Regions from separate parts of the Mus musculus genome. Here regions 2, 3, 4, 5, 6 and 7 are each linked to region 1. A link is a contact called in public HiChIP or PLAC-seq data. All regions are on one chromosome and are shown on one strand. Each heading gives the region's core, a stretch centred on a gene start, on an enhancer-like site or on the middle of the called end of the contact. The rest is flanking DNA. Distances are from core to core; before and after follow the strand shown.

The links. HiChIP or PLAC-seq counts read pairs in DNA pulled down with a chosen protein or histone mark.
Region 2: a contact with region 1 is called in an H3K4me3 HiChIP or PLAC-seq map of stem cell-derived neural progenitor cells, with 20 read pairs. The contact joins the enhancer-like site here to the promoter of Ebf1 in region 1. A contact is called at or near these places in 2 of 39 promoter capture datasets (cranial neural crest and embryonic stem cells) and 12 of 115 datasets of contacts at active chromatin or transcription factors (the 230-238 cell line, the NIH/3T3 cell line, craniofacial prominence and 8 more).
Region 3: an H3K4me3 HiChIP or PLAC-seq map of embryonic limb bud shows a contact between it and region 1, with 24 times the contacts expected there. The contact joins the enhancer-like site here to the promoter of Ebf1 in region 1. A contact is called at or near these places in 4 of 39 promoter capture datasets (embryonic stem cells, hippocampal neurons, liver and 1 more), 1 of 15 datasets of contacts at CTCF or cohesin (large pre-B cells), 1 of 484 Hi-C or Micro-C datasets (cerebellum), 12 of 115 datasets of contacts at active chromatin or transcription factors (the 230-238 cell line, craniofacial prominence, embryonic forebrain and 8 more) and 2 of 9 other capture datasets (embryonic stem cells and embryonic trunk).
Region 4: a contact with region 1 is called in a RAD21 HiChIP or PLAC-seq map of pro-B cells, with 7 times the contacts expected there. The contact joins the enhancer-like site here to the promoter of Ebf1 in region 1. A contact is called at or near these places in 6 of 39 promoter capture datasets (the 3T3-L1 cell line, the C10 cell line, embryonic stem cells and 3 more), 3 of 15 datasets of contacts at CTCF or cohesin (the NIH/3T3 cell line, large pre-B cells and pro-B cells), 9 of 115 datasets of contacts at active chromatin or transcription factors (the 230-238 cell line, the NIH/3T3 cell line, craniofacial prominence and 6 more) and 1 of 9 other capture datasets (embryonic stem cells).
Region 5: a contact with region 1 is called in an H3K4me3 HiChIP or PLAC-seq map of pro-B cells, with 9 times the contacts expected there. The contact joins the enhancer-like site here to the promoter of Ebf1 in region 1. A contact is called at or near these places in 12 of 39 promoter capture datasets (the 3T3-L1 cell line, the C10 cell line, embryonic stem cells and 5 more), 2 of 15 datasets of contacts at CTCF or cohesin (large pre-B cells and pro-B cells), 5 of 484 Hi-C or Micro-C datasets (gonadal supporting cells, large pre-B cells, pre-B cells and 1 more), 13 of 115 datasets of contacts at active chromatin or transcription factors (the 230-238 cell line, the NIH/3T3 cell line, craniofacial prominence and 9 more) and 2 of 9 other capture datasets (embryonic stem cells and embryonic trunk).
Region 6: an H3K4me3 HiChIP or PLAC-seq map of neural tube shows a contact between it and region 1, with 3 times the contacts expected there. The contact joins the enhancer-like site here to the promoter of Ebf1 in region 1. A contact is called at or near these places in 15 of 39 promoter capture datasets (the 3T3-L1 cell line, 3T3-L1-derived adipocytes, the C10 cell line and 8 more), 3 of 15 datasets of contacts at CTCF or cohesin (the NIH/3T3 cell line, large pre-B cells and pro-B cells), 14 of 484 Hi-C or Micro-C datasets (B cells, the C10 cell line, the CH12 cell line and 6 more), 18 of 115 datasets of contacts at active chromatin or transcription factors (the 230-238 cell line, the NIH/3T3 cell line, cardiomyocytes and 11 more) and 5 of 9 other capture datasets (adipose tissue, embryonic stem cells, embryonic tail and 2 more).
Region 7: a contact with region 1 is called in an H3K4me3 HiChIP or PLAC-seq map of pro-B cells, with 5 times the contacts expected there. The contact joins the enhancer-like site here to the promoter of Ebf1 in region 1. A contact is called at or near these places in 7 of 39 promoter capture datasets (the 3T3-L1 cell line, 3T3-L1-derived adipocytes, the C10 cell line and 4 more), 2 of 15 datasets of contacts at CTCF or cohesin (large pre-B cells and pro-B cells), 2 of 484 Hi-C or Micro-C datasets (brown adipocytes and muscle stem cells), 17 of 115 datasets of contacts at active chromatin or transcription factors (the 230-238 cell line, the NIH/3T3 cell line, cardiomyocytes and 11 more) and 3 of 9 other capture datasets (adipose tissue, embryonic stem cells and liver).

The regions. Positions count from the first base shown.
Region 1 is chr11:44,616,331-44,620,235 of GRCm38.p6, forward strand. Ebf1 (early B cell factor 1) reads left to right here and starts at 1,770. Exons shown (of 16, transcript NM_007897.3): 1 at 1,770-1,982. The coding sequence starts at 1,849.
Region 2 is chr11:45,575,820-45,579,724 of GRCm38.p6, forward strand. No RefSeq gene overlaps it. Among named protein-coding and RNA genes, the nearest start is that of Gm22284, 62 kb to the right of the region's middle. Within about 2 kb of position 2,097, at least 13 of the 459 cell types and tissues checked have an H3K27ac peak or open chromatin away from gene starts, as enhancers often do.
Region 3 is chr11:45,387,640-45,391,544 of GRCm38.p6, forward strand. No RefSeq gene overlaps it. Among named protein-coding and RNA genes, the nearest start is that of Gm22284, 250 kb to the right of the region's middle. Within about 2 kb of position 1,837, at least 23 of the 459 cell types and tissues checked have an H3K27ac peak or open chromatin away from gene starts, as enhancers often do. A contact at or near this core is called in craniofacial prominence and embryonic limb bud, where this site is marked.
Region 4 is chr11:45,347,608-45,351,512 of GRCm38.p6, forward strand. No RefSeq gene overlaps it. Among named protein-coding and RNA genes, the nearest start is that of Gm12159, 230 kb to the left of the region's middle. Within about 2 kb of position 1,919, at least 6 of the 459 cell types and tissues checked have an H3K27ac peak or open chromatin away from gene starts, as enhancers often do. A contact at or near this core is called in pro-B cells, where this site is marked.
Region 5 is chr11:45,321,557-45,325,461 of GRCm38.p6, forward strand. No RefSeq gene overlaps it. Among named protein-coding and RNA genes, the nearest start is that of Gm12159, 210 kb to the left of the region's middle. Within about 2 kb of position 2,300, at least 14 of the 459 cell types and tissues checked have an H3K27ac peak or open chromatin away from gene starts, as enhancers often do. A contact at or near this core is called in the 230-238 cell line, pre-B cells and pro-B cells, where this site is marked.
Region 6 is chr11:45,254,599-45,258,503 of GRCm38.p6, forward strand. No RefSeq gene overlaps it. Among named protein-coding and RNA genes, the nearest start is that of Gm12159, 140 kb to the left of the region's middle. Within about 2 kb of position 1,628, at least 9 of the 459 cell types and tissues checked have an H3K27ac peak or open chromatin away from gene starts, as enhancers often do. A contact at or near this core is called in the NIH/3T3 cell line and neural tube, where this site is marked.
Region 7 is chr11:45,212,070-45,215,974 of GRCm38.p6, forward strand. No RefSeq gene overlaps it. Among named protein-coding and RNA genes, the nearest start is that of Gm12159, 97 kb to the left of the region's middle. Within about 2 kb of position 2,257, at least 19 of the 459 cell types and tissues checked have an H3K27ac peak or open chromatin away from gene starts, as enhancers often do. A contact at or near this core is called in the 230-238 cell line and pro-B cells, where this site is marked.

The DNA of each region.
Region 1 (3,905 bases), core at 520-3,019:
TCCCTATGGCTGTGATGGAAGTTGGTTCAAGCCCCCTTCCCCTTTAACAGAAAGAACTTTGTGTGCCAAATAACCAACTAATCAGAGAAGGCAACACCCTTGCTGCAGTTGTTAAAGAAAAATAAAGCTACTTTGCGGAGCAGGAGAAGGGACTGAGGATCTGAAGATATTTAGAGTCGCAGGCTGCATAGCCCCAGAGACTCATTCACTCTTAGGGACTTCTGGAGAGTAGTGACCGAGTGAAAACCGCGCCCAACAGCATTCGTGTCTGGGTTAGCACCAGAGTTAGAGGCATTTCAGAAGCCTGCTGAAGACTGAGTCTAGAATGCCCATTCCCTTGCGGTCTACTAAAGTCGTATTGGTTGGGGCTTTAGGTTTCTCTACCTCTCCTGACACGGAGATAATGTCTTCCGAGTGCCCTCAAGTCTCGATCTCGCGCACATAAAGTTCATCCCGCCACCCTTGTTTCAGAGTGAAGAGCTGGACACCTGGGATGGGCATCCTGCCTTTTCTGCCTGGTCAGTCCTTTTTTCCTCCACGTTTGCCCCCGAAGTCCCAGGACAGGCAAGCAAGGGACTAGGCGTCTGCCCAAAGAGAACGCAGTCAGTACGCCTCCGTCGCGCTCAGGGCTCGGAAGGGATGCTTAAGAACTGCCATGGTGCATACCCCTTCGACTCAGGATACCTCCATCTCCTTCCCTCTGCCCCCTCTCTCGCTCTCTAAGGCCACGCTCCTTCCAGTTTAGACGCTAGAGCTCAGAGATCCCTTGCTCGCCACTTTGCCGGGAACTTTGGCGGCTCCCCTGCGCCACAAGGAGAAGGATGTTAATGAGGGAGTGTGGCCAGGCTCTGTGAACAAGCCAGCTCGGGAGCTGCGATTGGCTGTGATAAGGCGGAAGGATGACGTTATGCAAAGAAGGGGCGTGTCTAGGCTGCGAGGGCCCCGCCTCCTTCCCTTTGGGGTTAGTGTGCCTGTGTTTAGCTCTGGGGAGAGTCAAACTGGATTCCACAGGGAGAGCCTGCAAATCACTTCTATTTTAGCAAGGAGAAAACAGAATCTCCATCCAGCAGGGTCCACCCCTCTCTTTCTCCCTCTCCTCTCTTTTTCTATCTCTTTCCCTCCCCCCTTCCTCTTTCCCTCTCTCTCCCCTTCCCCCCCCCCCCTCCGGTGTATCTGTCTACAGCAACCAGCGTCCTCATCTACACGCACGGAAAGGAAAGAAACATCTTTGGTTGAGAGAGGAGGAGGAAAAAAGAGAGAGAAAAAAACTTGCCTGGTTGTGGAAAATGACACTTCAAGTAGCCAAGCCGGCTTCGAGAGTCGTATCTATTGTTTCTTAAATTGTCATCAGGGTGGTTTTTTTTCTTCCTGCTTCTTCAAGTGAAGGTACCGCTACAAAAGGAAACTCCAGCCCCTCCTGTTCTCCAACGGCCTGTGATTACTACAAAAAGAAAAAAAAAAAGGCAAAAAAAAAAAAAAAAGCAAAAAAAAAAAAAAAAAAAAAAAAAAAAAAGGAAAAAAAAAGCACCCAAACTCAAAACCAACCAACCAAACAACCCCCAACAGCCAGGCATATATCTCTGTTTTTTCTTAATTTTGGTCTTTTCGTTGGATTTTCCCTTTCTTTTTTTTTCCCCTCGCCCCCCTCCTTGTTATCGCTCAGTTTTGAGCGAAGGTTTACATTTTTAAAAATTTTGCTTTTCAGCCCGCCTTGATGTAGCGCGAGTCTCATCGACTCAAAAAAAAAAAAAAAAATCTGTGGTTGGCGTTTTTTTTTTTTTTTCCTTTTTTTTTTTTTCAAATATTTTCAAAGGGGAGGAGATTTTTCCACAAGAAAAGGTTGTTTTCATGTTTGGGATCCAGGAAAGCATCCAACGGAGTGGAAGCAGTATGAAGGAAGAGCCGCTGGGCAGCGGCATGAACGCGGTGCGGACGTGGATGCAGGGCGCCGGGGTGCTGGACGCCAACACAGCGGCGCAGAGGTGGGTACCGCTGGGGGACCGTGGAGGAGAGGCCACCGGCTAGCGGGAGAGCCCGGAGACGGCGGCGCGGCTACCCGGGGCCTGGCCACGCGAGTGCGTCTGCCGCTGCGCTGCGCTCGCCGCCCGAGCTCCGCGCTCCTCGGCTGCGCAGCACTCGTCGCCGGGTGGCCAGAGATCAGCGAGCTGCTGGAGGGAGCCGAGCCCAAGCTTTGCCGGCACTTTCCGCAGCCCCATCTGCGAGTGTTTTCGTTTTGTTTTAACCCAGAAGAGGCGTCTCTGCAGCTCGGTGTTGGATAGCTGCGCTTTTCTGACCGCTTGTTTTCTTTTCTGTGTGGTTATATTTTTCCCTTTTCCTCTCCTTCTCTTCGCTTCCTTTCCCCTTTATTTCGCTTCAGTTCTTTCCTTTTTCTTCTTCCCTCTTTTCTTTTTTCCTACTTAATTTTCTTCTCTCCCCCTTTCTTCCTTTCTATTTTCTACCTTCTTTAATTCTTTCCTTTCCCCCTATCTTTCCTTTCCCTTTTCTACCTTCTTTAATTTTTTCTTGTCCTTCTCCACTCTTTTCCCCCCTTCTTTCTCAGTTTCACTCTTCGTTTTTCTCTTCTCTTTCCTCACCTGGCTCTCTCCCCCGTTTCTCTCTCTCTCTCTCTCTCTCTCTCTCCATTTTTCTTCTTGGAGTCTCCTCTTATTTCTCCTATCTGGTTCTTTACTCTCTCCTCTCTCCACTTCTTAGCCTTCAGTTTTTCTCAGTCTGCCTGTAGAATAGTGATTTCCAACTTTAATTTTCACATCTCCTAAAAGCCACCCTCATCCACTGTCACCTTGGCCTTCCCCAGTCCCTCTCCCACTCTCCAGATCCTACACTGAGTGATTTGGAGGCCATGCTCTTGGAGACCAACTTGAGGAACTTCCCTGGACACACCCAGTGCCCTGTCCAGGGGCTCCTAGTCCCAAGTGAGAAATGGTACCTTGCCCTTTTCATTGCTGGCCACCACCTGGGCTTCGGGGAAAACTTTGTGGGCCCAGGCTCCATTAGACATAAAGGGTGCAGAAGGGGAATGGGGAGTAGTTCCATCTTTCCATTTTTGGGGGGAAGGGCTAGGGACAACTGTCCTATACTGTTTCCATCCCCATGAGCACAGGGTTGGGAGTGGTTGGTAGTGAGAGTGAATTGGGTAACTAGGCTAGAAGCGAAAGTGTGTGTGTGTGTGTGTGTGTGTGTGTGTGTGTGTGTGTGTGTGTGTGTTGTCCGATAGTGTCCGGCAGTTTGGGCTGTCATTGTGGTGCCCCCGGGCATCCTATTCTCCAGTCCCCCGCGGATCTTCTCAGCCAAGAAGCCTTGGCCCTTTGGGTTTCTGGAATGTGTGAGGAGGATTTCTCAGAATGGCAAAACTTTGGCAAGACAGGTCTTTTATTTAAAAAAAAAATTAACCAAACAACAACAGTCACTTACAACAGTAAAACAAGACGCCCCAGTTCTCTTTCCCATGGCGATCGATCATTTCTAATAGCCGCGAGTCCCAATCAGGGACCCTTCTCCGCTTGCTTGCCGTTTGTGTAGAAAATTAGCGTGCTGAGGTCGGGTACCATCAGCTGGCCGAGGCTAGGGAGTTTCCTGGAGGGTGGCTGAGGCAGCGAACAACCTAGCATGCCTTCATGCATTTCCACCTGCCCACTTACTTGCGAGATTTGGAGGCGTAGTCGGAGCCTATTCCCACGCCCTGGCCTTCGAAGTAGTAAATTGCGCACTTTCTCTTTAACCCCGTCTCATTTCACCCACGGTCACGTTTCCTCTCCACGCAGCGCGTTTCAAGTGGAGTAAAGATTGTAGCGTTTCATCTCACACCCAAAACCCAAACAAAACTTCCACACCTCTGAGTTCTGATGACCCGCTGTCTCTGGAAGGGGAGGACAGGGACATGAGTG
Region 2 (3,905 bases), core at 847-3,346, 960 kb after region 1:
ATATGTGTGGTGGCTCAGAGAAATAAATTACTGACGTGTGTTGGCAGGTGCTTCATTTGATAAGACTTCAGAAAAGTATGAGGAGGGAGGAAGATGATGAAAGCACAGCTGGGTCCTATTTCACATCTTCCTTATAAGAGCGGGGGAAGTGAAGAGCAAGCACTTTATTTATTCAGTGAATGGGTCTCAGTAAACCCAAGAACTTCTGATCCATGAACCTTGACTCAAGCAGCAGAAACCATGCATGGGAAAAGCAACTGGCTACAGTTTGCTTTGGTTTGCCTTGATTTACTTATTTATTTTTACTTTTTGCAATGCTAGAAACTGAGCCCAGAGCCTTACAACTGGCTCTAGGAGTCACGTACCCACCACTCACAACCACATCAAATACCACCACTCACATGACCACCTACAATACCAACCACACCAACACCCACAATCCATACCATCACCCACCACCTACAATCCCACCACATGAGCCAAGGAGAGTGAACAGTCTGGAGTACCATCCCACTGGATCCATCCCACTGTCATCTCATTTGATTTTCATTTGGTTATCATAAAACACTACAAGAGGCTAGGGAGATAGCTTAGTCATTAAAGTGTCTGTCTTGCAAATATGAAGACTTGAGTTCAATTCCCAGAACCTACATTTTGAAAGTCAAGTGTTGTGGCTTATTCTTGTAATCTCAGCACTAGAGAATAAAGATGGGTGAATCCCTGGGTCTTGATGAGCTGCAAGTCTATCAGACTTTGCAAATTCAGTGCCTGTGAGATACTCTGTCTGAAAGGAAGGAAGGAAGGAAGGAAGGAAGGAAGGAAGGAAGGAAAGGAGGGAGGGAGGGAGGGAGTGAGAGAGGGAGGGAGGGAGGACAGAAGGAAAGAAGGAGAAAGAATGAAAGAGGATAGCACACACATATACATATTGAGAAAGTAGAGATCAATTTGATGGATGGCCCAAACCCACAACCAACACAAGGATATGGGTTTCACAGAAATGAAAAAGTTAGAGGCAATATTTTTCACGCTATCTTATTTTAAGTAATTAATAAAAACACACACTATTCAGTGAGTGTAGCAATATAACATACATATACACATGCATATACCATAATCATATGTGTGTGTGTGTGTGTGTGTATACACACACACACATACATACACCCACAACTGCTAAAACACTGGTACCAGCATGAACTACAGCTGGTAGTTGCTCTAAATTCAAAGTCTACCCAAATTGATAGTGAAGGGACCACCAGATAGTTCAGCACCTAAGTAAGGGCACTTGCTTCTAAGCCTGAAGGCCTGAGTTCAATCCCTAGGACCCACAAGTCACCGCTGGACCTCCACATGCACATGAGCACACATACATATAAACAAATAAATAAATGGGACTAAAAACAAAAGATCATAATGGAATACTGTCTCACATTGCACCTCAGTTTTACAGTCCACAAATGGAAACACTGGTAAGCCATGCCAGAGAACTTAGCAGGCCCAGCTACTTCTGCTGGTTCCAGTCAAAGGCTCTGTTACTGGTGTGTGTTCTACAGAGTTAAATATGGTAGCGGGGAGTACCAATTACCACCTCTATACTAGCCTCCTTCCTTTCCCCAGCCAGTTCTATGATACCTGGCATATTATTACTTTAGTAAATGAGATAGATGGGCGTATATGGTTTGGGGCTATAGTATGACCAGAGTGGAAGTCCCCTATTATATCATAAGGTTCTTGAGAACAGTGTGCCTCCTGGGTCCACTTGAATGCACATGATGAAAAAATAGTTAAGAATGCTGGTGATTTGTACTGTCATGGAGGACCCAGCATCATTTATACAGACCTCTGTGAGCTTTCTGCAGCAGCTTTCCCCAGGAGTATTGCTTAAGGCACAAGGCCTGTGAAAAGCCTGGAAGTAGAGAGGCCACCTTGGTGAAAACAGGCCTTTGTTTGGGACCAGGACTCCTAGTGAGCAAGGTCGGTTCTAATCAAAGATTCTGTCACTGGTGTGTGTTCCACAAGCCCCTTGGGTCTGGCTCACACAGTGCAGTGGAGCCACTGGGGGCAGGGACAGTGCCTACCTCCCAGACTGTATCGATTAGCTGCTCCATCTGCTGCTTGCACAAATGAGCAGCCTAGTTTCCCCATTGGATGAAAATGTCACCCATGGTAACAGATCCGTGCAGCTGGCATCTGACCACAGGACCCTCTGGGAGGGAATAATCGGATCCTGAAAAGTGGTTGGCCCACACCCAGCACAATGAAAGCTACAAACTAAACACATGCCTATTCTAATCTGCCTGAACCCATCCCCACCTTGACTCCAAGGAGATGGTCCCAGACAAGCACGCTGTCACATAAGGGGACAGCAGGTTGCCTGGGAGCACTCGGGATAGGTACCACAGCTCAGAGATGCCCCTCAGTCCTGAAGTTATAAGAAATGCACCCAAATCTGAATCCAGCCACTCTAGACTATAATTCTTTCCAGAAGCATCTCTCTTTCTCCTTCCTTTTCTCCTTCCTCTGTCCCCAGCCCTTAACATAATGTCTTTATTTCTTCTCTTGCTTCCTTGCTCCCGTCTCTCTCTCTCTCTCTCTCTCTCTCTCTCTCTCTCTCTCTCTCTCTCTCTCTCTCTCTCTCTCTCTCTCTCCTCTAGATTTTGGCTCTCTGTTCAGGACACATCTTCTGGATTGTCCCTCTTTCTCAGGTTTTTCCTTAAACACCATTTCCTCCGAGACACCCTAATACTATTTCCCCCACATGCTCGCACTAGGCCTTCTCTCCTACCAGACCAAAAGGACCTAGTAAGCAAGAGAATCTTGTTTGTCAAGCTGACAGCATCTACCATGATGCCCAGCGCATAGCACACACTCAACACACACTGTTTACAATCTGGCTGAACCAACAATGGCAGATGCAAAAGCTGGTCCTTCGAGAATGTCTGGTGCTCTGTCTCTAAAGATATCCATGCCGTGGGTATCGTTGTCAATTCTAGTCATTGAGCTAGGCCAAGTTATAAGGAAAATAACAAGGATGGAACAAGGCAGCTTAGAACGCAGAAGGACAAGCTTGGAGGAAATCCATATTTTGAAAATATTGTTAAAATGGGGGACTCTGTAGCACATCTCTCCCTCCCCCCTCCATCCATCCCCTTCTTCTCTGCCAAGCCCTCCCTTCCCATCCCTGCTCATCACTGATATAAACTTCATTTCCCTTCAACTTCAAACACAACTCTGGGACCAAATTTTTACCACTGGATTTTCAAGACAAGGGAAAAGAAGACTTCTGTGTTTGGTCTCTAATCACACAATCAAGACATAAAACTACTGTGGTGGCCAACTTGCATGTCCATCCCTGGACCAATCTAATTGCTGGAGTTCAGTAAAAGGCTCAGCTATATATGTCATAGGATAGTATGTGGAGCACCACAAAACAATGGGTGTTATCTCTCAACTGGGGTTATTTCATCCTTCCAAGAACCCATCTAAGAGTGTGGCTGTTGTACTATTTCCACTTCTAATACCAAGTCTGTCTCTTTTTGCATGGCTTACTTATTCTTTCTGAATCCATCTCCTCATCTACAACATGGGAATGATAACCTGAGAGTCATATGCCAACCACTGGAGGGGGGGGGGGGGAATATAGCTCATTGACAGAGACACCTAAGGTATGAGGTCCCGGGCCCAATTCCTGGTGTGTGTTGGATGGATGAGAATCCAATGAAAATACATGACAGGCTACTTAGCAGGAAGATGTTAACAGTGTCTATTTTAATGTGACAATAAGCAATCAAACTGTTCTATGAGTTTTGACAAATATGTTAGCCATTATCCATTTTAACTAGGGTTGATTCATGGCTACATTCATTTGCTGTTATTGTTTCAGATTTTATTTATTTATGTATGCA
Region 3 (3,905 bases), core at 587-3,086, 770 kb after region 1:
TGTAAAAGGTAAAAACTATAAAACGAAAGAATGAAAAGCAGTTTAAAATAGAGTAATATTAGTAATTGTCAAAGATTTGGAGGCAGCGGGAAGAAATGTGTAAATGGAACACAAGATGATTGTACTGATATTACACAAGGGCATATCCATGGCATCCTATGTTAATCTAAACTTATATGTATAGAAACAAGAGAAGCCTTAAGCTAAACATTGTGTTTTAAACAACAGCACGTGCATGCCAATGCAAGATGCTGAAACTATGGGACCTGAACAGGGAGACAGGGCATATGGGGGAATTCCAGTCTCTCTGGACTTTGCCCTGGATTTTTCAATGAATAGAAAACTTATTTGGTAAGGAAAACTTATTAGTTAGTTTTTATAATTATAAAACACTTCTCTGTACATTTATATGGAAATATCAGGAACGCTCATAAGAGAAAACAGCAAAAAGTGCATTATATAATGTATAAGATGGGAATGCACGCCCATTTACTCCCTATCTGCTTGATTCTTCATAAAGAGCTGGCAGATTGCTTACAAAGCTGATGCTCACCTGTGGGCTTGTTGTCGATCTGACCATATGGAGGAGAATCAGAGAGAAAGAAATACATAGCTGTTCCTTGTATGATTATGCCATTATATTTTTAAATCTTCTAAACATTTGCCCAGGCTACAGGGAAAGTTAAACTTGATGTCTTGGAGACATGGCATCATTACTCTGATAAATTTACCTTATAAAAAGTCCTCTCTCCAGAAGTACTGGTACACACATGTATTACTAGCACTTGGAAGCCAGATAAGGAGGATTTCTTTGGAGTCTGAGGCCAGCCTGGGCTATACAGTGAATTTGAGGCCATTCTGGGCTATACAGTTAGACTCTGCCTCAGAAAAAAAAATAATAATAATGGAAAAGAAACAAGAAATTCTTTCAAGTACATATAGCGCACACAATGAGAACCTCAAAGGTTCTCAGGGCTGCATATACATGACTATGAAGTTTGGTGTTAACTGTTAATTTGACAGACTCATGAATTCCCTGGGAGAGTTATGTCTCAGGCAGGCCTGTGGGGGATTATTATGATGGAGTTAACTGATGTGATCAGACCCATCTTAACTGTGGGTCGATCCATTTCCAGAGCTGGGGATCCCTGGCTTGGGCTGTATAAAATGAAGCAAGCAAGCTAAGGAGTTAGCTGGTACTCATCTCTTCCTGCTTCCTGACTGAGGATGGGCCCGTGAGCATCTGCTTCAGGCGCCTTCCATCTTGACTTTCCCACCATGATGCACCTTGAACAGAAGTGGCAAAAAACTGAACAACACAGACACTAGAAACCGTAATGTCTGAGTTAGAAGGAATAAAGATTCATAAGGGTAGATGGCGGAAATACCATGGTATACACGGCAAAGGAAAAAAAAAAATATGTTGTAGAAAACTTGGCCAGAAAACCGTTAACTATGATATGATTTTTTTTACAAGTATAATAAAGAAAAATCTGGAAGGATATACAACGAACTGGAAACAGTGTCTACCTCAGGGGAAGTATGTGGGATTTTAAGAGTCGAGGGGGAGAGACTAAGTTTTATTCTTCCTACTTCCTATTGCTTGACTTCCCCCCCAACAACTATGATGTATTACTTTTTACACATGAATAAAAATAGAAGGATTTTTTAAAAACCCAGTGGAGTGTTCCTGTCCAGAAGCAGCAGCCATCTTGGGGGCTGTTAGCCATTACCTCTGCTCATTCCCTTCAGACCAAGAAGGGCTGAAGGAGCCTCAGTGTTCTCTGCTGCGTTGTTAACCGGGGCATTGAATCTAACTTGCCATACCCTGTAATTGGATCCTTCCAGTAAAGCTGCCTCAATAAAATGTCCCAAGTGCCAGAGCCAAGTGTTTAGGAGCCACAGAGGACTCTGGTGGCAGCTTTGTGGGTTGGGGGCAGGGGCCTGGGCTTGGGGGCTTGGGTCTAAAATACTGTAGGAGGCATGCATTAAAGTTCCAGCCAGCTTAACTAGCAGCAGAGGGGCAGGCCTGCATTTTTCATGCAGGCTTAGACAGACTAGTTTGCAAGGCTTGGGATCCCCGGTGAGCAGTTTGCTGTGGCTTCAGTTACAGCACCATTTCAGAGGTATTAAGGCAATGAGACTTTCATCTCCGTACACGGAGAAAGCAGGGCAGTTAACTGGGGTTTCTCCAGCAGGCATGCAGACTGCTAATAAGGAATGGATCCCAAGAAGGAAGTGATTGTGGATAATTATCCCCCAAATCCCACCTCACGTGATACCAAAAGCGATCAGCAAAGAGAGGCCTACAGCTTCCTGTGAGCTGGGTCTGCGGTTGTTTTCAGATACCTCTCTTTCTTCCGCTTCATCTCTCACAAGCTGCTGTGGATCCCTGCTGCACCTAGGTGCTAAATTAATGCTCCGCCTCAGTCTCTTCTTGTTTAAAGGTTTCAAGACTCAAGATTTTAGTCCAGGTGTGCTCTGTTAAGTCGTGCCACCTTAAAGCCACAGTCTGCTGTGTCCAGCACTTGTGTGCTTTGGCTACGCACATTAACACAGGAAGCATGGGGGCCTGGAGCAGGAAAACACACTAAAGGGCGAGTCAGGGTAGAGATCTGAACCCTGGACTTCTAGAGATCAGATCCACTCAGACCTACATTCATTACTTCATTCAGAAAAGGTTTATTAAAATGCCTACTGTGCTCAGGAGGAGGATAGCATCATAGTTAGCAGGGCCAATTTGGGGGATGCTCCGTAGGTATTCATTCTAGCTCAGTGCTGTTAGCGGTACAACTGTTAGTCTTCCGACTAGGTCCTGTTTCCGATAGTTAAGTGATAGAGATGGTAGGACCAATCTCTAAGGCTGCTCATGAGGGGCCTAAGAAGGAAGTATGTAGCAGAGTGACAGTTACTGTTTCTGGGTTTGTTAAAGAATTATGAACCAAACATTTTGCTGAAGATTTGATGCACAGTGAATAACAGGCAAAGACCTCCTTTCCAGTTTGTAGTCTAGAGGGAGAATGAGTGGAATCAGGAAGGTCAGAGAAGGCCAATAAGGAAAAATGAATCCATTCTGAAATTTAAAAGAGCTAAGTAAATAAAGTAGAAAAGGGTGATTCTTTTTTTCTTTTTTCTAAATTAAATGCGTGTGTGTGTGTGTGTGTGTGTGTGTGTGTGTGTGTGTTATAGGGGGTGTTTCTTGTCGTGTTGGGATTGTTCTCACAGCCCCTGTGTGTGCTAGACAAGTGTTTTATACAACTGAGCCAAATCTCCAGCCTATCTACAATTATTTTAGTCTTTCTTTCTTTTCTTTTCCTTTCCTTTCCTTTCCTTTCTTTTCTTTTCTTTTCTTTTCTCTTCTCTTTTCTCTTTTCTCTTTTCTTTTCTTTCTCTTTCTTTCCTTCCTTTCTTCTCTCTCTCTCTCTCTCTCTCTCTCTTTATTTATTTATTTATTTATTTATTTATTTATTTATTTATTTATTTTGGATCACACCAAACCCAGAACCTTACACAAACACCAGCGCTAAGCTACAGCCTCAGCCAGATTCCTGTACTTTGGAATGGAAAACATGCCTGTGTGGAAGGAGTATAGACATAAAAGGTAGCAGAAGGTAAGGCACATTGACGCATGTGACGCATCATGTCTCCAAGCATTTCTCATGGTGCTGCAGCCAACTACAGTCCACAGAAGGGCTGTGAGCAAAGGAATTCAGTGGTTAGAGCTCTACCTGGGAATGGTTTCTCTGGCTATGAAAATCGGAACAGATAGAAAGAATGTTCTTTCTCAAACATCTAGTGTCTCTCCTTGTTAGCATTCATGTCAAGTACATGAAGACATGGGTCCAAGGGCAGGACCCAATTACAGTTTCCACAGAGACATGTATGGAGAGATTAGTGGTAGATGG
Region 4 (3,905 bases), core at 669-3,168, 730 kb after region 1:
AAGCTGGGAGTACGTTGTAAGAATTGCAGAACTCCAAGCCAAAGAAACCTCTTTTTTTCATAAGACAACTAGTCCAGGGTATTTTGTTAAAGCTACAGAATATGGACTAAGATATTTAAAAAACATACTACAATGAACTTTTGAAAACTTTTCAAAAGTTGAACTTTAAGCCAGGTTAGACTTGAATCCAGGCAGAATTCCTCATCTAGAAGATAGGCACCAAAGCAACAACTTGAAGCGATAGTCTTGAAGGGCTGTCTACACAGAGAGTGCACCACTGGAGCATGAAGTTGTCAGTCATGGGTAGAGAGATCAGTCTGTGTGGATTTATCCTCAGCCTTTACTAGGGTATCATTCCCAGTACACCTGTAAAGAGTGAGATAGAGGTAAGAGAGTAGTAGTGCTGAAACAGTATCCAAGTTACAAGCTACATGATTGACACCTCACGTAGTGATGCCAGTCACCTAGTCTAAGAACATAGACATCTGTCAAGGTCTACAGGAAGTCTTACTATAAAGTGATGATACATTGACTGGCCAAGGCAAGTCTCCTCCAGATGATGGCAAGAGTTACTCCAAGGCAAACCATTAATACAATTCACCTCTGTGTAAGTCAGGCTTCTGGGGCTATGGGCAAAGAGATTAATTATAGAAATAGATAAATTACCTATGCTATGTATCTGCCCAAAGCTTAGACCATGTACTTGGAGAGCATATCCTCTTGGTTGCTATCTCCCACCCCCATCCCTTGATAGGTGATCCTGACTCTTACACAGCCAAAGAGAGTAAAGCATCTTGAGAGTGTGGACTCTGCATTCACACTGCTTATGATCCACGTGGCATTGGCAAATTAGAGAACCTCTCTCAGTTCTAATGTTTCCATGTGCAGAAGACCTATGTGGACAGTACCCATCTCCTGTGACTGTTAAGAGAAATAGGGCAAACACTCATAGCAATCACTATTAGTCACGGCTGTTCTTTGACTGGAAATCTCTTCTGCCTTTCTGGATTTTAATCTGTTTTCTTATTCAGAACAAATACCACTTCAATTCATCATCAAAAAATGCTATTTAAAAGATAGGAAACAAATATGATCTCAGTTTAACCAAGAAGGGGATAAGAAAGACATAAGAGGAGGAAGGGGAGGGGAGGGGAGGGGAGGGGAGGGGAGGGGAGGGGAGGGGAGGGGAGGGGAGGGGGGAGGGGAGGGGAGGGAAGGGAAGGGAAGGGAAGGGAAGGGAAGGGAAGGGAAGGGAAGAGAAGGGAAGGGAAGGAAGCCTCTAAGGTGACTCATGAACATTCTTCAATTCTACAGTGTTGAGAGTCAGACCTTTCCTTGGTTATAAGGCACCCTATGGCAGCATCCAAACTCTCTTTTACAGACATATTGTTTAAGCCTCACTTCATCTTCACAGGAAAATTCCTGAGTTTCCCTGCAGATTTCAGGACCAGTCAGGGGAAGGATGTGAGATGAGAATATCCAAGGAGGAGAGTGAGCATTCAGAGAGGGAAAGGTCTGATCCCTTCTCCACTGGCCTTCCCACCCCGCTTCTTAGACTCCAAATCTGCTTTTAAACAAGCTAGAGTCCAACAGAAGCCCCTCCTAACACTTCCCTTCTTAGATCTCATAGCATCTTATCATCCCTTGACCGTGGATAGGGAGGCAACCCTTAGACAAGGTTTACCCACGTTTCTGCAAAATACATGTGTTGGACATGACAGCAGAACACATCAACACTTCCTTATGAACTGGAACAGGAGCATCTATGTTGCTTGTTGGTTACACAGTCAGGTGCTACCATCCTCACATTGGCATTGATTTGGTGGTGGAGACTACAAAGGACCATAGACATAGAAGGAAGTATGTGTTTGTGGGAGGGGAAGACACCTGCTAGAGTCTGAAATAATCAGCTTTCTGGCAGGGAGCCAGACCATAAAGCCCTCTTTCTAGAAAGCTGTTTCAGAGACCTAGCAGAAGGACCAGCTGGGTTGAGTGGGGTGGGCACTTTTTGCTTTGTTCACTACCTGGAAAGTGAGCCACACTCTTCTATTTGCCTCCCATCTCTGTCCTTCTTTCTTTCTGTTCTCTCCCCAGCCTACCCTCTTCAATTTCATGTTAATTCAGAGAGTCAAAGGGGACTGAAAAGTAATCTTTGCTTCTGCCACACAAGTGACAACTCAGAAGGGACCATAGCTCCCACCGAGGCACGTGCTTTAGGGCCTGAAAACAAAGGAAAGTGTTCTCACGAGCACTCAGAGGTTAGGTCATGCGGATAGAGCAATGTGATTAAATCTTGATAGATTTTTGTTTTAGGTCTTGTTTGCCTGGTTACAAAGAGTGCCGTTGGCAATCCCTACTTAATCAGAATCTTGATGAGCATACTGTCCCTCCCAGGACTAAGACACCAAGGAAGAGTCTCAGGCTTCCTCCTAGCCCATTCCCCATGGTTGCTACATCCCTGTCACTTCATGGAGGCCTACTCTGGGAAATAGCTTTTTCATTATTCCACCAATTTTATGATAATTCTGATTTCAATTTGGAAATTATAAAAATAAAGACCCTAGCCCCACCCAGCCCCAGAGGGCACCATTCAGAGTTGATAATTGTTAAATTTATTCCATAACTTTGTGGGGATCTATCACTCTTCTATTAATAATTTAATCAACTTTTTCTACTTTTACAATAGAAAAACAATGATCCCCAAATGGAAGCAATTTGCCCAAGGTTATATGACTGGTTTATAGGTCCCAAGCAGATTCACAGTTTTCAGAACTGGAGATGCATGCAATGAGATAGTCTGAAGAGAGGACATGTTTGTTGGATGTTTCTGCTGGGTCTTGAGACTCCAGGTACTGATGATGGTAGCATGAAGAGGGGCATCTGTTACTATTGCTGATATCTATCATCATGATCCAAAACAGTAGGCAAATGCTGATAGCCCAGGATTGAATAGCACAGAGTTCCCCAAAGACAAATCAAATGGTAGAAGTCATGGTGATATGAGGTTAGCTTCAGAGATGCTGCAGTTATAAAAAAGAAAGAGAACAGAAGATCAAAGCAATGGTATCTCCCAGTTTAATGTAAGCAAGTAGAGAGGATGATGAAAAGAAAAATCAAAATATTGGATTTTAGATGAGCAAAGAGATACATACCTGCAACAGCAGCACTTAGGAGGCTAGAGCTAGAGGGTAATGAGTTCAAAGTCTGCCTGGGTACATAGCTCAATAAAATGAGCATCAAAAACCCTTCGAATTTGGTTCTATGACCAATTTACAGGACAGTCTTGACCCCTTCTCTTAATCTCTCTGGCCCTTGGTTTTTAGTTCGCTTAAGCATTCTCAAGTAAACCTATTCTATTTTTTTGTGTACAGTAAGAATCAAATGCTTGCTGGCTAACAAGATGGATCCAGGTAAAGGTTGTGGGGTGTTCACTTTATAGAGGATAGCAGCAAAGCTTAGTGTGTTCCTAAAATGACCCAGGCTGCAGGCTGAACTCTGCAATCTATCCCCATCCAATCTTTATGAATATCACAGAAAACAAATATCAGCATCATTCTTTGGAAAAATGAAAGAAACAAAGGCTCAGAGAGATTAAGATGTTTGCCTCAGAGTCACATAACTAACAAGTGACAGACTAGGATTCAAAGCAAACTATGTCCAAACTACAGAATTCAGATGAGTTAACTGCACAAGGCAAAATCTCACCAGAGTAATTTAAGCCAGCTCAATACCACTGATATGATATGAACAGCAGAGATATGAAAATCATCCAGTGGAAATGTATGCAAGTAAAAGGGAAAGGATTGACCCCCTATACAAACATCTTTAACCCTATCAGTGTGACCCTGACAGTAGATATGAAGAGAAGTGTGGAGGGGCTTGGAGGAGGTGGGCCTTGGGCCAGA
Region 5 (3,905 bases), core at 1,050-3,549, 710 kb after region 1:
GGCTCAAAATCATACCAAGTCCTAGACCAGCATCTGGAATATCTTGTAAGCTAGTAGTCAACACTCACACTATGTATCTGTCATGACTTTGAAAACTCTTAAGCCCCATTATGTACTCAACACATGTATGTACTTTGCTATACACATGTTCACCTCTGCACACACATGAACACACACTATGGAAGCAAACCCACAGAATGCATTCCTAGATGAGTTGAGCTCTGTAATTTTCCCTGATGGATACAGAACAAATAAAACAAAGGATGTGTTCATCATCTGCCTTGCTAAGAGCATAGTTCACTGTCATTCCCTCTGACAGCATAAATGGGAGAGATTTACCCGGAACCACTTGCATGGCCTTCTGATAATCTAATTCTAAAACTGGCTAAGCTGGGACACTGAACCCTGTGATATACATCTGCAAACCCATGGTTTCCGAGACTGAAAAATAGGATTGTAAGATAGAAGGCAGCCTGAAATACAGACAAAGATACTACCTTGGGGGGAAACAAAGAAAGAATGAACTGGTTTATACAGTAAAGTTTTTCTAGTCTGCCCTTCACATCTCTTTCTCTTTGAGGTTGAGGTAATCTTTCCTTTGGGCCCAGTTCTCTTGCTGAGGCCTTGGCTTGCCTCGGCTGAATAATCACCATGATTTTGAAGTTGAGAATCCCCATTTCCCTATCCTCTGGGTTCATCTCAGATCAAATTTTTGCTTGCTAGTTGGAGAAATAACTGGAGAGAAACTGAGCGGGCCCAGTACCAATGCCTTTAATCTTCTCGGAGGGAGGCACACCACTCTGACCTGCTGATTCGTACAGTGTGTGTTACACTCAAATTACTCAAGAATTCCCTTGCTGGCCTTTTGTCGATAGTCCTTTTTTGCAAGGTCTTCATTACTTTCTAATTGACCAAATTTATTTTCTTCATCTCTCTCATTAAGGACGGGTTTAGAAGTAACCTCGATTGTGCAGACTTCCTAATGGCTTACTTCCTCTATGATTGCCCTCATTTTTAAAGAGGACTCTCCAGTCTACCCTAAGCCTATACCTTACAATCCAGCGATCCATCTACCTATTTAAGGGCAATGGGAGTCTAGAAAGTCTGCAGTAACTGATTGTATATTGTTATGTCCTTGGGTATGATATGGTTATACCTGCCAACACTGGTCACACACACACACACACACACACAATAGCACTATGTAGAGCTTTCATGATGGTTAGTTCAGCAGGAACTCAGTTTCAATGTATCCTGAGCATCTTTCCCAAATGTAAACTTCTGCGTTCATCTTTTGTCTTTCTTGATTAGTGAAGCCAAAACTCTAATGAGACAAGAAAATCTTCTTATTGCTACAATGGGTTGGTGTAGAATAAACTATATCCCACAGAGACCTGGATGTTCTGGCCCTTACCAGTGCAAATTCCTGCTGAAGATTCAATAGAACTACAAAGTGACACTACCCAGAATACCTGAAGTGTAGATCTTCTCCCTTCTCTCTTCCTCCATCTGTTCTCCTCCCCTGCCTCTATCTATCTCTATCCTTGTCTCTCTTTCTATATGTGTGTATGTGCATTCATGTATATGTGTGTATGTGCATTTGTGTGTGTGTGTATGTATGTATCTGTGGTTTGTTCTCTTGAAACCAGAAGATCCAAAGCAGATAGCAGCACATGGATACATACAGAGAAAGGACAGAGACAGACAGAGAGAGGCAGGGGAGAAGAAGGGATGAAGGGAGGGAGAAAGGGGAAGATCTATACTTCAGATATTCCAGGCAGTGTAACTTTGTAATCTTCTGCTTTTTAAATCCCATATACCATGAAAGTTGAGTTGCTCAAATTCTGGATCTCTCTCTCTCTCTCTCTCTCTCTCTCTCTCTCTGTCTCTCTCTCTCTCTGTCTCTTTCTCTGTCTCTGTCTCTCTGTCTCTGTCTCTCTGTCTCTGTTTCTCTCTCTCTCTCTCTCTCTCCCTCTCTCTCTCTCTCTCTCTCTCCCAGGTATTTACTGCAGGAATCTCAAGATCTTCCTTTCATAAAATGAGTCATAACTACCCAGCCTGCTCCACCAGACTTAAAATGCTAAGCACTGTGAAGAAAGAAAGATCCCCTCGCCATAGCTCTCTCATGGGGACCTCAGGATCTAATGCAAATAAATGTCTTGTCCCATTTGGGCTTGTGTCATGATAGCTTCTCTGACTAGACACGCCTTACATGTGCACGCCTTACATGTTCTTCCCCGACATTAAAGCTAGTGGCTTTAAAGTTAATGCCTATTTCTGTATCAGCCTTGGAGACGTTGCCCACACCTGGTTGACTCTTTTAACTGTCTACTTGGCAGGCCGGCTTGGCCCAACAACCACAGTGAGGGTGGGGGTGATCTTCACAGAATAAAATCCTTTTCCTGTTTTTCCTGGCTTGGCCAGTCAAGCAGATTGAAAGAAGTTGCATGTGCTTTTAAAAAATGAAACCCTTCTTGGCACTTTGACAAGTGGTTTGATGAGATCTAACTAGTATTTACAGAACTTGAGTTTGACACAAATTGAGGGTTAAATTTTCTCTCATTTACTGGCACCATCGACTTTGCATTTATAGCCCATAGGACCTGAGAGAGCAATACTGACTGTCAGTCTGTCATTTCCCCATCTCCAGCTTGAGAGTCCAACTAGATGCTTCTCTTACTCAGTTCTTCACATCAAGAGCTTTGAGTCTTGTAGGATCCACATACTGCTTACCCTGCTCTGCTCTGCACTAGCGAGATGGCCTCTGGTTACCACCTCACTTTCCTTGTGCCTCAGCTCGTGACTCTGAAATAGGAACATTAGTGAACTAAGTGATAGGTAAGAAGTAGCAAGAATGATTCACAAAATACCACAGTGATCAATGGATGGTAAGGATGACTAATGAATGTTTCCAGGGGATTCTATGAATTGAGCACTGTGGAAGAACAGGGAATCAGGGCTCATACCTAAATCCCAGCATTCATGGAGCTGAGGCAGGAAGTTTACCACACATTCATAGTCAGCTCAGACTACATAGGAAGTTCCAGACCAGCCTGAACTACAGTTTGGGAGACTATCTCCAAAAATAATTGTATTGCTTTTTAGGTTTCTGCAGTAAAACACCCAACATAAAATTGGGGGTGTGTTTCAGTTCATAATTCTGAGGGAATCTGTTAATGACAGGAAGGCATGGGACAAGAGTATGTGGAAGACAGCCACACTGTGTTCAGTCATGAAGCAACAAGACACGAACACAGCTGCCCACTCCACTTTCTGTCCCCAGCCTGAGGGGACAATGCCTCTACATTTGGTTGGCCTCAGTAAAACTTTTGTGAAGAAACCTTCACAGACATACCCATGTGACTTTAATCCCAGTCAAGCTAACAATGAAAATTAACTATCATACTGTCCTATATGAAATTGCCATACTCAGAGACATTTATTATTATCCATATAGAATCCATAAACAAATCAGATATAGCTTTCTCATGAGTGAGCACACTTACAAGTACAAAAATTATCAAGGTAACAGCATACGATCAATTAACTTATATTCTAAATAAAACAATAAGACAAAACACAAATAGGTATGTGTATTGGGGAGTTTGTGAGAGGCCTATCAAGTGCTATGGAATAACTGAAGGACAGATTCCATGTCTGGGACTGGTAGCCCATGCCCCTACAAGAGAACTAGCCTACCTTAGAGACTCTATAAGGGAAGTAAATCACACATTCGGACAGGGACCTAGGGAAGGGGAATTTAGAAAGGGCTGCACTGATGGACTTAGTGCCCAGGGTTTCAAAGAGCTAAAGATGAGGTAAGAGTGACCTGGATTCTCAAAATTCTCATCAGGAGATACTCTAAAGAAAGCATGGTGATCATTCTGGATTATCTATCCAGGGTG
Region 6 (3,905 bases), core at 378-2,877, 640 kb after region 1:
TGGAGTGTTCAGGAACAGCTCCCCATATGCAGAAAATCAATCCCAAAGTTAAAAGGAACTAGGATCAGATCCCCACACAGGTGACAAATGCTCGCTAATGAGAGACAGAGGCCCTCTCCTCCCTTAACTGACAGGTGAAAGGATAGCTGATGGGAAGGACCACCTGCTCACTGCTGGCCCAATTAAGACCTCCAACTGTTCGAGGTAACTGGAGATGCACATTAATTGATTGCCACTCTCCACGGCCTGAGAAAAACCCTATGTACAGACTGCAAGGAAATGACCCGGTTCATGCATTCCACAAACACTTTCCTAACTTTAGACTGTAAGTTCTCCTCTTTACCCACCCCACACCCCCAAACCTAGCCTTCCTTAGCTGTCCATGAGCTCTGTCATTTCCTACCTACCCATACCCATACAGAGAGAAGCACACCAGAGAGTGTCTTGTAATTTTTTTTTTTTTTTTTTTACCATTTTTGCATCACAGTTAAAGAAAGCTTTGGAATTACCCATTTTTACATCATAGTTAAAGTTGAGTTTGTATCTCCATCCTTTACATGAACTTTTTAATTTGTTGGTGATGATTGTTTGCATCTACTGAAAGACACAAAAATCTTTGCCTCTCATTATAAACAACCCACATGCCCACGAACAGAATGGGCCAATCAATTATACACATTCACACAAACACACACACATACACACACACACATACACACATACATACATACACATACACATACACAGCCACACACACACACACACACACACACACACACACATTTGGATTATACTCAGCAATGGAAAAAAATAAAGGACTTCTCATACTTGCAAAGCAGAGAAGTCTCAAGGCTTGGTGTTTAATTAAAGTATCCAAAGGGCTCCCATCCGCCCTTGCAAAGGACCCAGGTTTCCTAACCAGCCTCCACACAGCCTTTCACAACTGTCTATATTCCTGTGCCAGGACATGTGATGCCCTTTTATGGCCACTGTGGGCACTTCACCCATGAGATACATACACGTATATGCAGCCAAACACTCATACACATAACATAAAATATAAGTAAACAAAGCTTTAAAAGCAGTCATAAAGAATGACCACATGGAAGAATGGACCGGGGTTACAAAGACCTTATTATGGCAGAGAGGGAAAGCAGTTTTCTGTGTTTTTATTGGAATTTATCAATGGGAAAACAAACACACGTGAAATTTCATTGATCTGGGGGCTGGAGATATGGTTCAGTGGTTAAGAGCAGTTGCTGGTTTTGTAGAGACCTGGAGTAAGTTCCCAGAATCAGCATGGTGGGTCACAGCCATCTGTAACTCCAGTTTAAGGGAACCTGATACACAGTTTATTTATTTATTTTATTTATTTTTATTTTTTTGGTGTCCAAGGTTACCAGGCATGCACACCATGCATATACTTACATTCAGGCATACACATAAAATGCAATTCAACAGACTCATCTTGAACTTCAATCTCAAACTATAAGAAAATGTCTTAAGACTTTCTTCATGGTCATTCATCACAAGCATTCCATTCAGGGACTTTATTATAGAGAGTTCAAGTTCACTCAGTGGGAACAACAAGCATGCCTTTGTTCTAAGTTCCTATTCACCTCTGCTTCCCAGTGGCTAGCACACCAGGCATTTTGACAGAGCAAGTCACAATGGAAAACCCCAGTGTTGTAGCAACAGGGCAAGAGATCCAGTAGATTTCACAGGACTCTTCCTCAGCCTCCCTCTGGCTCTAAAAATGAAGTTTCTGGTAAGAGCTAGAGAGATTTTCTTACTTCTGAGACCCAGATTCTAAGCAAAGAAAGTTGCCAGAAGAGCTGACAGAATGCTTGACTGTCTTGCTAGATGGCTCTATAAACCTCCTGGACAGGAAAGCCACATTATTGGTGAATCACACACGCGGCACGCAACTAAAATGCCTGGTAAATGATAAATGAGTTCTAACTGTAGCTTACGCACTTAAGTTCTTCTTACTAGAAAGACCCAGTCTTCTGGTGTATGGTTAAATCTCTCTGCTGCTTTGCGGTGATTTAAATATTTTAATTACTCATTCAACACTTAACTGAGTTGGTATTTTGTACCAGGTGCAAATGGGGAGTGTAGGTGACTTAGAAAAACTAAGTCCTGCCTTCAGCAACTCTTTGTAGTCTGCTGAGAACTTTCAGGGGACTGAGGCTGAAGGTTGGAAGTGATATACTCTTTGGAGGCCATTGGTCCTCTGATAGTGATTGGTTCTCACAAAACAGTGGATAATAACAAAAAGTCAATATAGTTAGAGTAACAACCTAGATCTATGTGCTATGTGGTAACTGGTAACTGCTGGAGACTAAGTGTTCAATTGCATGTGGTGAAGGGGAGAGGAAGGAAAAAAGAGAGGGACTGCAGAAGGAGAGGAGGAAGGAGGAAGGAAGGAACGAATGGAGAAAGGAAGGAAGAAAGGGAAGGATGGATGGTAGAGGGGAAGGAAGAGGGAAAGCAGCAGAAGAAAGGGTTAGTTTACAGGCTCACCATAGCAACCATACCACTGTCTTACATGTCACTCCACTGGGTTCTCCTCTTCCATCTTTGATCTTTATAAGACTAGGGAGCACGTTTGACTCATTTGTATAACTCTGTTGCACAGCACATAACAGCACTTAGAAATAAATCATTTTCCATCAGTGAAAATTCTCAAGACACTGTGAGATAACTCTGAAAGTAACCAGCCTTCCCATGTGCGTGACCATCTCATGGCCACCTCGTGCAGCCAGGTCCTCACTTCCACTGCCCCACCACTGGGAGCAGAGGGCACATGAAGACAGGCCGCTTTGCTCTTTAAATCAGGAGAATGGCAAATCTAAAGCTGGTGGTGGGCAAAATAAAAGCAATGAATGAGAGCAAGCTTATCCCGCATAACAAGCATGACATCCTTTGGCAACCTTCGATTGCCAGAGTGAATATTTATAGGGGAAAAGGTCAGCAAGCAGGCACATAGATAGATAGACAGAGAAGCAGACAGACAGATAGATATTAGACAAATGTTAGATAATTGAGATATATGATAAAAAGATTATAGATAGATTATATAGAGATATACAAATGATATGGATGATCAATGATAGACAAATGTTAGACAGAAGATGGAAATATATAGGTCATATAGATAAATGATAATGGGGATTAATAGATGACTAGTAAATAGGTAGATAAATCATGATAGATACACAATGGATAGATAAATGATAAATAATAGGTGATAGACATTAGATAAATAAATGAAAATAAATAGTATTTATCTATAATATATTTATTATATATATGTCATCCATCCATTTTCTAAACATCATCTGTCTATTCTCTGATACTTTGATATACAGATGATAGATAATAAATGGATTGACAGACATGTATATAAACCAGAAGATGTGATAAAAATGTTTCTTGCACATTTCATCACCGAGCAAACAGAGAAAAGCGGCCTCAGATCTCCATAGAGCCCTGTGTCATTTCAAAGAATTAATCATCTCACACCAGACGGAGAACAACAGTGAAGTTCGTTCAGGGAAGTTTAGAAACCCCGCAGAAAACAAGACTTTCCAGCTGCCACTGTGCCTCAGAGGTCCTCAGAGGCACTAAGGAGCGCTCAGCTCTGTAGCTCAGTTCCACATTTCCTTGCGTGTGAATATTTATTTTCAGGCTCTTCCCTGTGAACTGGGGACTGAGTGCAAGGTGCGACTTTCCCTCAGTTTCTCCTCTCAGGAGGAATAAAAACATGTCTTCCTGTGGAGTTGCCTGAGCTTTCTTCTAGGAGATTAACTACCTCACTGCTGTGTTGAGGAAGAATGGTACAGGTCTCTTCCTGCTCAGCAGGAAAGAGGTAGAGAGAGGGCAATGTCTGCCTTCACAGG
Region 7 (3,905 bases), core at 1,007-3,506, 600 kb after region 1:
AGAAATGAGTCATCAGATGAACTGAGCATTGTGGGAATGCTACCATGTGCACTTATTCACAGCTGCATGGTGCGGCCCACTGCACACCTTGTCCTATGGTATATATAGCCTGACATGTAGTCTGTCATCAAAACATCTTCATGTGGCCTGAGACTGAGTAAGAGAACCAACGCTTCACACAAGCAATCTTAAAATTATACATTTATTTATGTTGCATGTATGTGTGTGGGCATGCACACATCACTACCTACATGTGAAGGTTAGAAGACAATTTGTGACTTAGTTTTCTCCTCCTACCATGGGAATTGTAGCTTATTTAGTTCATCATGATCTTACCTGGTTCTATTTGTGTTGCTGAAAAGGGGGAAGGGTTTGGTTCTCTTACAGCTAAGTAATATTCCATCATGTATTTTCTTCATTTGTTCATTAATAGATGGATCCTTAGTTTGTTCCCATGTCTTGTGTACTATAAACCATGCTGTAGTAAACACTAAGTACAAATATCTCTTCAGAATGCCAACTCTTTTCTCTTGGTTATATACCCAGTTATATGATAATAGTAGAATCACCGTGTTATGTAATAATTCTATTTCTACTTTTTTTTTTCTACACTGAATCTTAATTGCCAAAACTTCTAACTTCAGCTACAAGTTGTCTTGTTAAAATCCTTCAATTTAGCCTAAGTGTGATTTTTTGATAACTTCCAGAATTTGCAAAATTCTTCAATTAAAAAAAACACCAGTGCCGGGCATGGTGGCACACACCTTTAATCCCAGCACTCGGGAGGCAGAGGCAGGCGGATTTCTGAGTTCGAGGCCAGCCTGGTCTACAGAGTGAGTTCCAGGACAGCCAAGGTTACACAGAGAAAAACAAAACAAAACACCAAAAGAGTGAGACACGGTGGGTCATGGCTGCAATCATAGTCATCAAATAGTTGAAATGAGTCCCATGAGTCCCGTAGCTTCAGAAGAACCTTAACAGAGACCAAAATCTCTAGCTTTTATTCTGTAGATCATAATCATATCACAAGTATAGACTTAGAAAGTTCAGAAAACCTATTTGTCAGTGCTTCAGGGAAAGTTTAAGTCATAGTCAGGTTTAAACTTCCGAGCCCTTGGCTGAACACTGCTTTCAAGCTATGTATGCTATGTATCTATGTACACTATGAGTACATCAAATATACACAAACAACCTAGTGATACCTGAGACCTTGGTATTATGCAAAGAGTAATACACATGATGTAAATTTCCTATATCATTGATCACCACTTTGCATGTGGAAAACTTCACTAATTACAGATGTATATATGTGGCCACATTTTCTCTAGATGCTGAGACCTCAGAAATGTAAGCTCAACAAAAACTGCCAAGTGAGTGTTGCTTTTCCTCATCAAATGTCACAATGGAGGTGGAGCCCATCAAAAGTGAAGTCACCAAGAATGCTGATTGGAGAGGCAGGAGCAGCGGCTCAGTGGTAAAGAGGACTTACTGCTCTTTCAGGGGCTCCAGCTCCAGGACCTGCTGCTCTCTTCTGGCTTCCATGGGTACCCACAGGCACTTACCAGATGTCCTCACATGCTTGCTGTCCACCCATGTAAACATACAAGCATACAAGGAGGGAAATGCTGGTTTGAAATGGTGAAGGAAGAATCTTAAGGAATTGATTTTAACGGATCTTCTTTTTAAAAAAAAAAAAATAGGTTGATTCGTTTCTGATTTCTGTCCCTGTGAAAACTCGCTTTTTCTTTGGAAGAGAAATTTTATCACAGTAACTGAGGAATGCCTCTTTTTAAAGCAAAAGAATGTCATCACAATGGAACATCTGGTGTTAGGACAGAATATCCCCTGCCTCCAGATCCACATTGTCTACCATGCTGGATCCTCCCTGTATTAAAGCAGATGTTGAGAACATGCCCTTATGCTGGAAATATTTTCCAGGATGGCAGGTGTACATGGACAGGTAAATGAATCTCACAATACCACAGACATCCGGAATATGAAGATTTTGGTTAACCGAGGAAAAGAATTGTTGTCCTGTGTGATTTTGGGAACCTGAAGATCATATCTGCCTTATTCCTCCACTCTTCTTCCATGAAATGATCCCATAGGCTCCTGTGTTTGAACACTTGGACTTCATGGTGGTGCTGTTTGAGGAGGCTGTGAAACTCCAGGAAGTAGAACCTCATAAGAGGAAATAGTTCCCCAGGGGCAAGCCCTTGAGTCTTCCTAGCTAGAGCCCACTTCCTGTTTACTCTCTGCTTCCTGAGTGTGAGTGAAGCTGACTAGCTCTCTTTGGCCTGTGATGCTGTCCCCGGCTCTCTACCCCAGACTTGCAAGCCAAATAAATCTTACCCTACCTTAATTGCTTTCTCTTGTATTTTGATGTAACAACTAGCAAGCCACCCTTCTATCACAGCAATAGGGTGATCTTTAAAGGAAATCCCAGCTTTGGGAAGATTCTCTCTCTGTGTCAAAGTGCCCCTCAGCTCCTCTACCCTGCAACTGCAGGAGTACCCCATGCCATATGTGTACATTGAAAGGGTGTTAACAACTAATTTCCCAAAGAAGAGTAAGGTCATCTTGTTAGGGACACTTGGCGAGCATTTGAGTACTGATTCTATGTTACACATCAATTTAGGATTTGGAAACATAATGAGTCATTTCCAGAAATCTCTGTACCTAGGAATTAGAGAGAACACATGTCAAACAGGAAACATTAACATTAAACAGGCATTAACTGTACTTCTGAGCCATGCTGCAGGTTTTCTCTGGGTCCTTTGGTATCATTGGGCACATATAAAGCCTCAGCAAAGACATAAAGAGTATTGCATTCATCTCTAGCAGCTGGAGTCTGGCCCAGTCAATGTATTTATTATATCTGTTGTCTCCACGTGAGCCCCAGGTACTTCAACAGCTATACTAAGCCTGGCTTCCTGTTCCCAGGTGTGTACCATTCCATCACTGTCTAAACTTGATGCCAGTGCAGGTCTCCACAGTTAGTGGAAAAGAAAGAATAAGATGCATTATAGAGAGGGGCAGGACAAGCTGCAGGGTCAGAAGAGAGGGGTGGTTCAAGCAACTGAGGCAGAATTGTGTACCAGCTTCTGAGCTGTTGGCTGTTAAAAAGCTTCTGTGACCTTTAAGAAACATCACCCAAATTCTCATCTTTGGAGACATGCAATGCTGGGACTTGCTTCTGGAGATGTCTGGGAAGGTCAAGGCTCTCGGAGAGTACTGGCTCTTGCCTTGCTGCTCATACCTTGCACAGCAGCCCTCAAAGAGCAGCCTCAGTGTGTCTTCCTGAAACACCGGAACTGCTGGGAGGTGCCCAACTTCATTTTTTCCGTTTTCTGTGGCTTCTGAGCGCAGATCTCCATGTGTGCCGAGCCAATGAATAGTAAATATCAAGCCCTTGACTTTCTCAGACCTGTGGGACCCGTGTAAGGGGAAAAAGAAAAGGGCTCTCAAGAGTCTCACACTCCTTTCTTTAAGCTGCCATCTCCTCTGTTTGGAGTCCTCTTGCCTGGTGTACAGAGAAGTAATAAAACATGGCAGAGAACAGCACAAGGTTCAAATGTCAGACTACATCTACTTTGGAGTGTTTTATGAAAACAGTGCCACAAGACTCAGAATCAGCCTGAAAGCTCAGATCCAAGACCCTGGGCCTTCTGTTGTTGTTCAGATTATTATCCTGGCATTTTGTTAAGCCAGCTCCATATTACCCAGGAATAGATAGAGGGCGGCTACTCTTTTTGCAGGATATGGTATCTGACTGTTCTTGTTGAAGTCAAACCTTAATGTGTTCTAAATGTGTGATATGTGTCAGGGGCTTTCTTTACCATAGTTAAGTCTCTTTCCGTATCTGGAAAATGAGAGTCAATAGCACTCATCTCATGGGGCTTGTT